2 separate regions of the Anas platyrhynchos genome follow, and region 2 is linked to region 1. The links are chromatin contacts, called in public Hi-C maps. All regions are on one chromosome and are shown on one strand. The core of a region is the stretch at or near the end of the contact, and the rest is flanking DNA. Distances in the headings are between cores, read along the strand shown. Region 1 has its middle 20 kb from the start of FOXP1. Region 2 overlaps LOC101794777 (a long non-coding RNA gene).

Region 1 (6,950 bases), core at 1,144-3,643:
CGGGCATCGCGCTGCCCAAACCATGCACAAGTGGCATTTTGGCACGAGCACCCATCAGCCACAGGCACAGCCCGGGCAGAGGGCAGCAGCACAGCTGTGTCTCATTGCACCGGGCACCTTATTGCAGAATTAGCTTCCCAAAAGAAGCAAAAATTATAAATTCAGTTTAGCACAGCAGGGTGAAAGCATGAATATCAGGAGGAAAACATACACTGAAGCAAGGAAGATGCTTAGCTTGTCTTCCAAGCAGGCAGCCAGGACACCAGCCACAGGTTTGGCACAGCAGGGTAGGTGGCTTCTCTGTCCCTCCTCGCTCTTCGTGCCACCCAGTTGCCATCCCAGCAGCGACCAGTGCTGGGTGCATGCTGGTGGCCAGCCTGGTGCAGGGGGCTGCTCTTGGCCATCCCTGCTCCCTTCGCGGGCGGCGGCGCCTGCCTTTGTTTCAGGAGACTCAGCGAAGCCTCCAACTATTTGAAGAAGCGCCGTGCCAGGAGATCTTTCAGAGTTTCCTTTAAAGATGCCAGTTCACGCAGGCTTTTGTAATTGAGCAGGATCATTTACATTCATAATGGTTTAACCAAAAAAACACCTGCTGGTGTGGGTGTGATGAGCCGGGCCCTCGCTGTGCTGCGGTGGGGGTCAGGACCAACAGGGATGTGACAGGGATGGTCACTGCTGCCCTCCCATCCAAAAGCCTCACAGGGTTTGGTTTTGGTGTCCCCAGAGCATCCCAAAGATATCTACTGAACAGCAGCACCTGCAGGAGCCCTCCACCAGACCTGCCCTCCTGCTGTCCCTCAGCGGCTGGCCATCCCACGGGGGTGTCAGCCCCCCCACACTGTGCCCATGGTGCCCAGAAATGCCCTTGCTGACATCTGGGACAAGCACCACGTCCCAAGGGCAGGCAGCCTCTCAGCAGCCCCTTAGAAAAGCTGAGGAGGGGTGGTGCTGATAGGAAAGGAATCTGCTGCATCCTCAGTGTTGTGGAGAAAAAGCTGGAGAACACGAATTCAGGAGCTCAGGGCACAGATGGAAAAAAAAAATAAAAAGACAAAATAAAACACTCTTAAAAACTATTTACCACGGGGATTGGCTGTAACAGGTTGGAGTGGTGTATCCTGTCCCCCTGAGGTGACACCCTCAGCTCCCCGCAGCGCCAGGTAGCCCCACCACGCGTCTCAGGCGCACCACAGGGACAGATGCCTGCAAGCCCTGGCTGGGCTGGGGGACACCTCCCGGGGCCCCGAGCTGCTGACATTTCGCTCACAGCCCCATGGGTGAGAGATGCTCCCCATGGACATTTGCTTTCTCCCCCCCTGCCCTGCCTGATCCCCCCGCGAAGGCTCCCCAGGTGTCCCCGCAGGGGCACAGCCGCCTGTCCCAGTGTCCCCTCAGCCCTGCAGCTCCTCTCCTTGCTGCCATTTTCGGAGGGCTGGCTAATGAAACAGATCCCAATTAGCTCTCCGCAGGTCGCTTCGTTTCAATGTCCACGTGCAACCAAGGCAGAAGCACAGCCACGAGCTGCTGGGGATAAAGCATGAGCCCCGCGAGCGCAGCGTGGCGAGGAGCCAGGCTCCCTCTCTGTTAATACACGGTGCTTGTTATAAGATTGAATATCCATTTGGGGGCAGGATTCACCTACTTTCCTCTGCGCGCTCCCCTCTGAAAGCATCGTAATGCTTTACTTATTGGCATTTTATTTTGATGAATAGGCTGCAATTGGTGCAAAAATACCCCGAGTGGCATTAGGAGGCTCAGCCACGTGACCGCTGGCCCATGTGCGCCCAGCACCATCAGTCAAAGTTCGAGGCACTCACGGGATGCTGAAGCCCGAGGATTTTCCTAGCAGGCATGGAGAGGCAGGGCAGCACGAGGCATAGCAAGCCTTGGCTGCTGGGTGGTGTCTGGGCTGAGCCTGACGCTGTGCTGCCTTTCCCAAGGCCACGGCGGAGCTGCCCAGATGCAGAGTGCCCGAGCGGTGCTGAGCATGAACGGGAGTAGAGAAGATTTCTCCAGGCTGGGGTTAGAGCTGAGCCTTTGCGTGGCCAGCATGCATGAAAACAACTTTGATGGGGCAGGGGAAAGAAAAGGAAAAAAAGAAGAAGAAGAAAAAAAAAAGGAGTGTAAGCCAGGGACCTTGAAGAAGCGTGGGTCAGGCACAAAGGGCTGCTTTTACTTGGTGCATTTTATGTAATGTGCAGGGGTGACAGGTCCTGCTCACAACTGTGGCTGGGGGTACAAGCAGCAGGTTTGCACTCCATTAAAAACATTCCTACAACACATCCAGCTCCCCCAGCACTGCCCCATGCCCTCGCCCAGCCACACCAGCAGGACAAGCCCCACTGCTGCCCCCCAAACCCCTGTGCCGTGGGGCAGGCTCCGGCACAGCCCTGCTCTGTGTGCTGGTGGGGAAGGCTGCTGCACTGCCTGGTCTGTGCTGCTTGCTGCCAGAATTGCTCCTGACCTTGCCGGTGCCGCAGGACAGCCAGGGAGACGCATCCCCCTCTTTCCTCCTGCCGGCACAGAGCTATTTGATGTGCCGCTGTTTACTTTGGGAGAGCTGCAGAGCCAAGGCCCTGTCTGAGCACTGCAAATGCTTCTTTCTGGGCAGGGGAGGAGGAGGGGGGAAGGCAGCGATTCAGTCCAGCTCTAGAAGTAAGCCCCTTGCTGTATATAACGAGGAGTCCTCCATGGTTTGTGCTTTCTAATTGCAATTAATTAGGAGTCGTAGCTGTAGCTTTGCTTCCCACGTGGCTTTGGGCAAAACTGGTGGTAAAAGTTGTTTTCAAGAGCGTTTTGCTCCTTTACGGTGTCAGGGAGGTCACGAATGTGACGGAGGCTTCAGAGGTGACTTGGGGAGGGTTGCATCACACCCTCAGGACAAAAACTGCCTTTACAGGGCGTGAGCAGGAGCGCAGACCTGGGGAGAGGCCACGGGAGCTTCTCTCCTGCTCCTCCAGGCTGGGTTTGAGCTTTGTGTGTGCTCAGAGAAGGGGAGAAACGCACAAGCTGTGACTATTTTTGACATGCACTTAAGCTCCGAAACCCCCCAGAAATCAAAGACTCTCTGAATTTGCCAGCAACAGTTCAAGAAAATCCATTTCCTTACGGCTGCTCCCAACTGGGATAGCCGCCCCCCTTCTTCGCACTGTTTATACGTGAATTCCTCCAGCATTATGTGCTTTGTGTAAGCAGGAAAAGTCCAGTCCAGACAAAGCTCCGTGACAGGCTCCCCTGACTAATAGCAGAATTATCCTTACATAAGTCCTTTCTCTTCCTTGGCACTTTTTTTTCCAGCAGGAAGGGTGCTTCTCTGCAGCCTGGCAGGACGAGAGCAGCCGGGCTGGTCCCTGCAGCCCCGGGCTGCTCGCTCCATCCTTTGTCTTGCACTGCCATCTCATGGCAGCCTCGCTGCCAGCTTGAGCAGCTCCTTTGGCTTTCAACTCCGCAGGTATTTTCTTGCTGAGCTGCAAAGGTTTCAGATCTATCAAGCCAAACGAAATCCAGAGATTAAATAAGTTTTTAATTACCGAACGCTCCGTGTCCAGAACCTAAGAGCCTTCAAAGGCAGCTCTAGGCTGGAGCACAAGGCAGAGATCATTTATCTTCCTCGAAGACAAGCGGCCTTCCTGTCCAGACTGCTGCTATATAAATGGTAACACTATACAAACATGTGTCTTCCACATTACGGACCATCTCTAATGGCTCCTTTATTTCAAGAGAGAGAGGGGGGGGAAAAAAAGAAAAAAAAAAAAAAAGATAAAAACCCATACTCAAATCTGGAAGCCATTGCACGCTTCGAACTGTAAAACTATTGCAAATGTTGAACTTCCACTCCCACCTCCTTGCAGCTCAGAGACGTTTCCAGCGCTACCCCCTGTCCATGGGCACCAAATGCTGACAGCCACCCAGCACCCATGGGTGCACAGCGGAGCCCCCAGCACCCCCTGCCCAGAGGAGTGGGAGAACCAGCAGTAGCAGACACCCAAACAAGATGCCTCTCCCCGTCCCATGGCGTGCCAGCAGGCCGATGGGGTGTGTTGGCAAAGCCACGCTGCCAGAAGAGCTTTTCTTCCAGGCTTTGGCTCATCCCGTGCCTGCAGGAGGATCAGAGGAGGCCTAATCCCGGAGATTAAGGCCTGGGTGCTGGCGGAAGGAAGGTTTCTGCTCCTCGCCACTGCAGGGGGGACTCTGCTGGAGCAGGCAAAACCCAGAAAAAACAGAATTATTTTTTTTTCCAACCATTTGAGGACCCCTCAGGTCCCGTGGTCACTGCCATGGTCTTGCGGCTCAGCACCCTGCCCTGGGGCCGAGCACTGCCCTTGCTCCCCACCAGGTATCTTCCACTCTGCAGAGGACAGGCTCAGGTTGGCCCCTCTCAGCACCCAGCTGAAGGTCTGGGGGGGGACCTGGGTCTCCAAGTGGTCATGGCACGGGTGTCCTGCCGTGAGAAATTAGGGGAGGGACACGAGTACCAGGCGGTGCCACCCAGTGTCCCCACCACACAGCCACAGGGCGTGGGAGCTGATGGGCGAAGCCGTGGCACAGCTGCTGCGGGGCAGGGAGGGGAGGGTGACTAACAGCTGGTTGGGAAATACTGAAGGCAAAACAAAACAGGAGTCCCCAAAAAAATAAGCCCAAAGAAAAAGAAGCAAGGCAGCAGGCTTTGCGTGCAGAACTCGTGGGTGCTGCCCATCACGGGATCGTTTCACGTTTTACCTGGTAAACCACCCTCTCCTCTGACCAGCAAATATTATTTTCAAGCATTGCTAAGGGCCAGCAGTGCTGATGCATTTTGGATCAGGATTTTCTTGCTCCAAACCCTGTGTTTTGTGGCCAGAAGACATTCAAGAATATCCCTTCCTCCTCCAGCTGGCATTCAGGACACGCTGGAAGCGCTCGGTGCAGTTCGGAGCCATGCAGTGCCATGAAGCTTTTGAGACACATCCCTCCCTTCTGGGTGGCTGTCTCTGCTCCAGAGAGCCTTGTCCCTGTACCCATGGTGCCACCACCCTGCCGTTCCCTATTAGTGGCTCAGCACCAGCCTCTTTCCCCCCGTGCTGCCCCAGAACCAGCACCGCTCTGCATGGCACGATGCTTGCTCTCCCACATCATGGCAATCCCAATGCAAATCCCAGCCCAGCGTGGCTCAGGTTTGCACGCCCCACCTTGTTGAGCACCTTGCTTTCCCCTTGCACACTTGTACAGAAATTTAACTATACAGAGTTCCTTCAGACTACTCCCTGATGTGCAACTACAGCTTTAAATGACTTCTCTAGGAAAGAATCCTCACTATTTTATACAAATTGTCTTGCATGTTTATTGCACAGAATCCCGATCCAAAAAGAAGGGGATTCATCCCATGCCTATTCATAACACTGCTCTCCCTTACGCATTATGAGCTGGAACAAACTCCAGGCCCCCTCGCATGATGAATGATGCCTACTTCGGGCCTCGCTTTCAGCCTGCTCCGATTTGCTTATTTATGGAGCCTCCATGGCAGCAGCACCAGTGGAAACCCTTCTTGCCCAGTTTTAGCTTTTAAGCTTCATCCCCTGCAGCCAAGTCTGGAATAGGCAAAACATAAAAAGCGATTTCTTTTGTGCTCCCATCACCTGGCAAAAGCAGAGCGCTGACTGCGCCCATCCTGCCCTGCAGAGCCTTTCGCTCCTCTCTCTGATGTATGGAGTTCCTTAATTATTATTGAGGAGAGCGTGCCAGCCTGCCACGCTAAAACAGAAGCTCACAGGAGGCTGAGCAAAGCCCACAGCACGGAGTGGCTTTCATTGAAGATGCCCTGATGTGTTCCTGCACAGTGATCAGGCAGCATCACCCGGGCACACTGCACAACACAAAAACGCTCCCGCCACTCGCGCCTGCTCCCACCGTGCCATTTTTCACCGCTCCTCTCCAAACCAAAATGCCACCAGCACCTCTGGGGGGCGAATACGCTGCAGAGCGGAATCATTAATCCTGATACATCTCACATTTCCTGAACCACTTTGCAAGTTTTTTTAAAAAAACAGCACTAAGTGAGAGAGCCCAGGAGTGAGACATCACAACACCACCACACACCCACAGCCCGTTTTGGCGCACGCAAGCGCAGCAGCTCCTGCCGAGGAAGCTCCACGTGCTGTGTGCAGGAGCAGCAGGAGGGACACTGGTGGCACAGTGACATGGAGGGAGGGCTTCCCAGCAGACAGGGCAGCAGCTCCCAGCTCCGCCAACATTCATTTGTCACCCGGGCATCCCCAAGGTGTAACAACCACCCCACGGGGACACCACCACCAGTCAGGGAGAGAAAAGCATTTGGGGAAGACAACACAAACACCGAGTGTGCCAGAGATTACTTAATTCACAGGGAAATTAAAAACAAAAACAAAACTCCCAAAGCTTTGCAATCTCTTAGAGCAGATACTTTATAGTCAGTTATGAAGACAAAAAAAAAAAAAAAAAGAGCAAGATTTCAGCAGCTGCAGAAGCAGCAGGTGAGGCAGGAGATCTCAAGACCCCAGGGCTGAGACAGCCCCTGGAGGGACCAGCAGCTGCTACAGCAGAGAGAGAAGTTACTGCTAAAGGACAGCAGCAAAAACCAAACTGAGTCAAACGTATCTTTGCTGGAGAATGAAAGATTTAAGCTGGAGCAGCAACTGATTGGGTACGAGCTTTGGGGCAAAGCCGCCTTTCCCTTGCCTGCTAATTGTTATGCCTCCCCAAGATCTCAAACAAGTTATGTTCAACAAACTGCTATTTAATTACCAGCACGGAATCCTGTTAATTAGCTTGCCCCAGAAGGCAGCCCTTCATCCCCATTAAGTGAAATTCCCAACTAATCCCCGCAGTTGTGCGGCAGCCAGGGAAGCTGCAGGGCAGTGCACAGGGGTAACACTGAGCTCCAGGGAGGTGAGGGCAGCCACTGCAAAAGTTCTTCTGTTTTTACATTCAATGCT
Region 2 (6,822 bases), core at 228-2,727, 530 kb before region 1:
GAACTCCTCTCCCTGGCAGCATCAGTAGTGAATGAAATTCCCAACAGCTGCGGATGCCTTTAGAGGGTCTTGTGGTCCACAGGGTCTCTGGGCTGAAGTTCTGGGATCAGAGAGGTGGAGAGAGGTGAAGGAGTATAGAAGTAGTGGTGGTTAGTTGAAGGTTGCCAGCTGGTCAACAGGAACTGCAAATGCATTGGCTTTTCTGAGTCCCAGCCTGGTGCTCTTCTCCACATTTGAGATTGAAACCAAATTTTTTCTAAGAATGAGGCTTGCATCAATTATAATACAAATTGGGTCTAGACTTTAAATCCCATTATTAGCTCTTCTAGCAAGACGAACTGAGCGACACAATTTGATTAAAAATTGCAAAGACCTCCCCTTCCGCCCCCCTCCCTCAGATTTGAAGGAAATGTGTGCTTCATGGTAACCAGGAATGAAAGTGTTCCATGCGGGCTTTTTTAATTACAGCATTAATAAAATACACTGTATGTTACTCTAGGAATTTACAGATTTGTTGCTTTAAACATATCATATTTCTATCTGAAACACTTGAAACTCTCAGAAGTTTTTAAAAGTGTGTGTTTAGGTTAAGGTTAAGTTGCCCTTGACAGCATTTTTTTAAAAGATTTGAATTGTTGAATAACCACCTTTCACCCATCCCTAATTGTAATTTAAATGACAATATGCTCCCAATCAATAGCTCTTTGTCACACTTTGAAGATCAAGGATGAGATTTCACCCCATGAGTTTACATGGCAAAAGCTTCTTTTTCATAATGCTAAAAATGTTGCATCCTGCTGTTAAAGAAGTATAAGAATACCTGCTCTCAAATAATTAGTTTTGAATAAAAGCATTTAAGTCATACTTTATAGCCATTAATTTAAAACAATTCAAAGCCCTTCATTTCTGCACTTTGTTCACAGCTAAGTATCACAACAGATATTTTAGCCAACTGGAAGAAAAGTCAGTTACAGCAGGGCAATGTGAACAAGTTACGTTAGGGGATACTGTGAGCGATGGTTCTTAAATAACTAGCTTTATTTTTACATCACATTTGTTTCTATATAGAACCATTTTGGCAAGTGAAAATTAAAAAGCTTTTAACAGTGATCGCCAGGTGTATGAGACTTTGCGTTGCTGTGTGCTGGTCTAATAGGTATGTGTGATAGGGGCATGTTGCTGTTTCTCCAGTTATACATGTAAAGACAGAGATTTATTACACAGGCTCCAGTCAAACAGCTGAATCTTTTTTCTTTTTATTTCTATTGCTAGGAGTCCTAGGCAAGCCAGGACTCTCCTGTGCTCAGTGTTATGAAATGCCAAACAGAATGACGGTCTTTGTCCCAAAGTGCTTACAGTTTTTGTTTTTAGTCAGAGCAGCAAAATGTTTTAAGAAGGATAAAGTCTGGTCTGTTTCTGTGTTGTCCTTGGTAAACCCAATCTAGTCTGGTCTCAAAAATGGAGCAATTCCTCTCGTTGCCAGGGAGAATACATAGGTATCCAATGAGTCATGGTCAAACATACGGCCATTATTAGACCACAAACACAGAAGGAGAAAAAAGATTTCATTTGGACCTGTTGTCACTGCCGAGCTGGTGAAGAGGAATAACAAATAACTGAGTGGAGGAGGTTGCTCTTTAGGTATTTATGAGGAGCTTCTCTCCCTGTGGGGATAGACTGGGGAAAAGCAGAACTATGCATGTTGGAAAATGTAACTAGAGCAAAGGAGGCTGCGTCATGGTCTAACTAAGAGCATTTAGTACATTTTAATGGCATACTAGAGACAATGGGAAAGATGAGCTAAAGCTGTAAAGGGCTTTAGTGAATGCAAACAACTTCTAATTTAGAAGAGAAGGGGCAATCAGGAGAAAAAAATCAAAGAAATTATTAAGTTTTGTGTTAGAGCAATGATCTCTGTGGCAGTATCACATATAAGAGCATGTTCATCCAGGCTGAGAAAAAGGATGCTGAAGCAGTTGAACATAGGGTGCTGAGCACCACAATGCACAGTTGTGTTCTTGCACCTTAATGGAAAAGGTCACGTCTGACAGTTGTTATGCAGAAATGTTTTGCAAGTCTGGGCCCACATGTAAAGATTTTAGAGAAAATTTTCAATTAAAGATGGAGCACAAGTTCTTATTTTTGACTGTGGTCTTGCAAAAATATGGAGTGAAAAACAACCCATGGAGAAAAGGGGAAAAAATACACTTCCGGAAGCCTTCTTTAAAGAGCAAATCTATAAAATAAAATCTCTGCACTTGGGCAAGTCCTCTCTTGCCGAGGTATTGTTTGGTGTAAGGTTAGGGAACTGCCTGGTTTTATTCAGGCACTGAGCTATGCCTGGACCAGCACGGAAGGATCTCAGCGTATGGTGTTAAGCTCTTCTTCTCTAGGCTTCTAGAGTAAGATTTAGAGAGCCCCAAGTTGTACTCAGGGTCCCACTGAATTAAGCCATGTACAAATACAAAGCAACAGGTATTGCCCAAGCATTATATTTGATATGTAGTGATCTGAGCATTAAGATATGGTATGGCTGCATATGACTGGCTAGTCACAAAGCCTTTCCATGCTCCAAGTTTTCCCATATATAAAACACACATAATAATATTTCCAGCTCTGACACTGGTGGTTATGGGGTTGATACTTTTGAACATCCATTTGTGAAAAACCATATTAGTACAAACTATTGTTTCTGTTCACATTGTCTCAGATTATTAACACTATTGGTCATTGTATCAGTATAATCTAAAGACAGGATTTATTGATGTTTTTTATTTCCTATATGTGTCATATAAATGCCTTAACAGATGCACGGGGTAGTGAAAATGATAGGGTACTTCAGAACAGCTCAAAGTCACTGCTTCTTTAATAAAGGTTTGGTTTTGTATGTGGGGAGAGATGGAATTCACACCCCAACCTATGCACAGCTGCAAGCCCTATTAAGTGAAACCCCTCCTAAATATAGATCCAATGGCCTCATCCCTGGCCAGCTTCCAAAGACTATAGAGGCCTAATTCACTCCTTCCACATCTCCCTTCCAATGCACAGTGAGCATCGAGTCACAACTTTCTGCTATGTAGCTGGGAAGCATGGGTGCACAGTTCAGAGGATCTGAGAGGCATGGCAAAGGTTTCCTGTAAGGTAATTTTCACACATGCAATTAGTAAGGAAAAAGAACACTACAATCACTCTATATAGCTATTTAAAAGCTATATATTCATTTTCTTTTGTATTGTCACTTTAAATAAAAAGGGCTTTTTTTTTTTTTCAAGTAGCCCTCCAGACAGCATTCATGAGATGAGCAAGTCTGAGCTATGATCAGACAAAACATTTTAACAATCAGGAGAGCCTTGATGCTTGGCAGTTGCTAAAGATTGCATGTTAAGAGTAAGCCAAATCATCAAAATGCAGCTTGAGTAGGTCCAGTGATGTGGCATTATATTGCAACAATTGTGGCTGCTAGAGTTAAGGTTGAGTGGGCATTTCTATTATAAACCCCAACTGGTAGGGTTGAGCATTTCGACCACTCCTGATAATGTCAAGTCAAGCTTCCCCTGTGAATTGAGACCCAAATGCACGTCACCTCCTTTACTAAATGGGATCAAGCTCTTCCCCCTCCACCTGCCCCTCTTCATAGTCAACATCTGATTTTGTACCTGGATCACTCTCTTCAAATGCCAATGAATAATAATTAAAAAAAAAAGAGTAGATATTTTAAAGAACTAAAGGCAAACAGTGCCCAGCTGTTGGTGTGGTTTTTCTCCTGGTGGCTCTAACACCTTTTGGTGTCATTTCCAAGTATAGCTTCATTGTACCTGTGACACTGTTTCACCATAGCACCCTTTTTCCCTGAGCAAGGCCATAGTAAACTCCACTGTTATAAGCTCAACATCGATACTACATCTTGTATCCAAAGACAGAAAGTGTTACTGGTACATTTGGCCAATGTGCCACGGATCTGTGGGGCTCATTGTAACCAGCAGGGATTACTGGGGTCGAGAACATACCAGGATTAAAGAAAAAAAATGAACTTGGATGTAAAATTTAATGAAAATATCCTGTGTTATGTTGCTAAAGTTTGCAAAAAAGTCTTCTGGAAGGGACAGAAACCTTCCTTATTGAGGGTTGGAAGTGGATTTTCTTCATCAGAAAGCTGCTTTTAACTCCATTCAGAAGAGAAAGGATGCTCTGGTGGGGAGGGTGTAGCTGGGAAATGCAACTCCAGAGTGCCATGAGGTTTCTCAGTGGTCATGAGGAGCCTGAGCAGGCTTAGATCTTCACAGGTATTTAGGACTCTACCTCTCAGTTGTCACTGGGGACCTCAAGTGAATGAACAGGAGAATTGGGATGAGGATGGGGCCTTAGTCTGTGCTGCCGATCTCTTCATTGAAGAGCCACACGTCTATCTGTCCTGAACAGTGCTGGTGTGGACAAGCCTGATAAAGAAGATGTGGAGATGAATGAGTCAGGGCCTGAGCAGGAAGAGGGGGAAGGAATCACATCCACCACCACCCCTCCCATAGATTACCAACACTGCTCTACATAAGATTTGAAATAGTTGATGGTATCATGATAATTTTTTTTTTTATGTCAGAATTGCTAGATACTCCAATGTTATCACTGTGTTTTGCCAAACCCGATGTGTAAGAGCAGATGAGAGAATGTTTTGCAAATTTCTGAAATCACCTACAGTGCTTAAGATGATGAAGGTAGATTAGATAAGACTAGCAAAGTTATTTGAACATAAACATTTATTTAAAAAATATCCAGTGCATTGCTGAGCCCACAAACATTGTATAAATAATACACAGTTCATGAATAGGAATTAACAGACATCTACCCCTCACCGGGATAGATTTGTATTCTGCACCTGCCAGGCCTTTAATAACTCTCCTGAAAACATTGGTATCTTTGCAGAGAGATCTGAAGGAAGTTGTTCTTGAAAATATGCCCCTGAAGCTTAAACTTCGGTTATTAATGGGCATATTTACAAATGTATTTAGGCAATTAAAAATTAGAATACATGACTAGTCATATTTACAAAAGCTAAACAAGTCAGCTGCCTGGCTGCTGTTCTGGTCTCTGTTAATGTCCTTTGGTACATTCATGTGTTTTTAGGGTCGTAAGCACTTTGTCAATCATATTCTTATTCTGCAAACAATGCTACGTGTGCTTAGCCTTATGCATGCAAATAGTACCCAGTGGGATTGCTCACATGAGTAAAGTATTTACATATCTGTAGGAGCTGGCCTGAAACGGTAAACATTACAGAATAGGTCTAAACTACCATCTTTGGGTCTGTGAGTTTAAACATGACCAAACTTCAGAGGTGGCTGGTTGCAAGCTAGTGGTGCGGAAAGTCTACTGAAAAATCCTGTTTAGGATTTGATCTGACTCTGTGAAGAGTTCAGTCATCTTGCTTGGGATCTCTTTCCAAAATGAGATTCCATTTTTCTTCTCTTTTTCTTTATAGCCTTGCCTGTGTACTCCCACGGGTCTGTCTCAACATTGGTGACTACAAAGCCTTCTACTTAAGTGAAAGACACAAAATAATCCACTGAATTTCCTAGAAAGTCGGGGAATTAAAAGAAAGGAAACCTGGCTAGGATATATTCTTTGGGAATTTGTTCAGAGTGCTTTCCTGTATCCACATGCTTTTCATCTAGTTTGGTCAAATAAACAGACAAACAAAAGCCTTCAGCTGTTAAGTCAGCAGGTGCGTCAAGAATTCAGGTCTAACAGGGAAGAGAGGAAAGGTTTGGAATCATTTATATCCTGAAATGCAAGCCACATTCCACAAAACATTGAATATTTAAAGCTTGTTGTTTATGACCCTGTGTCTTTTGTTTGGGCAAGTGCCTAATGAATCAATTATGAGCACATAAATCATCATTTGTAAGTGTATTATTATTTACTGTATTATGTGCTTTAAAATGAAAAGAAGGTATTAGCTTTAAAGTACCTTTTAATCTCGATATTGCTAACAGATACATTTGTCTCTATACATTAATAATGTGAGGATTAATACTCTATTTGATCAAAATGAACATTAAAATGATCTAGTAACTCCTCAAAATAAAGGCTGCATGTACAGTGAACACGATGGGGTAGAACACTGTGCTGACCAGTTCCCCATCGACTTAATTGCAGGATCAGGGTCTAAATCACAATAACACAGCTATAGTTATCAGATGAATTGGTAACTCCTGCAGATGAGAGAATATTATTAGAAGTGCCGAATAAAAAATAACAGTGCTGTATATTTTTTTTATTTGTGTATTTTTAGTATGTTTTTCATAAGCTAGGTGATAAATACCTAAAGAGTATTCCCAAAACGTTTCCATTCTGGAAAGATGAAATGTTTGGACAAAATAATGTGTTTGATGTAGTGGATATGGAAATGGAAAGCAAGGAAGCTGATGGGTTTGGTTGTAGTTTTGTTACAGACAACATGCATATATGTGGGTCAATGGAAATCCTGTCAGCAATGAGCATGCATGGGGCTAGCAGTAAATCAGACATCTCCTGGAAACTCAGGTGTGCCTGTCAGAATTCTACAGCTGGCACTTTAGGGCTTGTCTGAATCCCACCAGAGTTTTGCAATCATTGTAAAGGGTGATTCTTGGGGGCTTCTTTCTGTCTCAAAAATAAAATAAAATAATAATAAAAAGAACCACCTATGAATTTCACTTTCAGACTATGAATTTCACTTTCAGGTGACTTACAGTACAAAAAGTTGTGATTGCTCTTGGTAATGCAATTCCTTAGGGGAAGGGAGAGTTTATACCTATTGCCCAAACCAGGAGCAGTAAATTAGCCCAT

The links. A called contact is a pair of places that touch in the nucleus more often than the background predicts.
Region 2: a contact with region 1 is called in a Hi-C map of liver, with 2.9 times the contacts expected there. The contact joins two enhancer-like sites. A contact is called at or near these places in 3 of 8 Hi-C or Micro-C datasets (F1 follicle, liver and subcutaneous adipose tissue).

Annotation. Positions count from the first base shown.
Region 1 is chr13:4,418,399-4,425,348 of IASCAAS_PekinDuck_T2T, reverse strand. No RefSeq gene overlaps it. Among named protein-coding and RNA genes, the nearest start is that of FOXP1, 20 kb to the left of the region's middle. Within about 2 kb of position 2,393, at least 2 of the 8 cell types and tissues checked have an H3K27ac peak or open chromatin away from gene starts, as enhancers often do.
Region 2 is chr13:4,950,211-4,957,032 of IASCAAS_PekinDuck_T2T, reverse strand. All of the region lies in intron 2 of LOC101794777 (a long non-coding RNA gene), which reads left to right. Among named protein-coding and RNA genes, the nearest start is that of MDFIC2, 110 kb to the left of the region's middle. Within about 2 kb of position 1,477, at least 2 of the 8 cell types and tissues checked have an H3K27ac peak or open chromatin away from gene starts, as enhancers often do.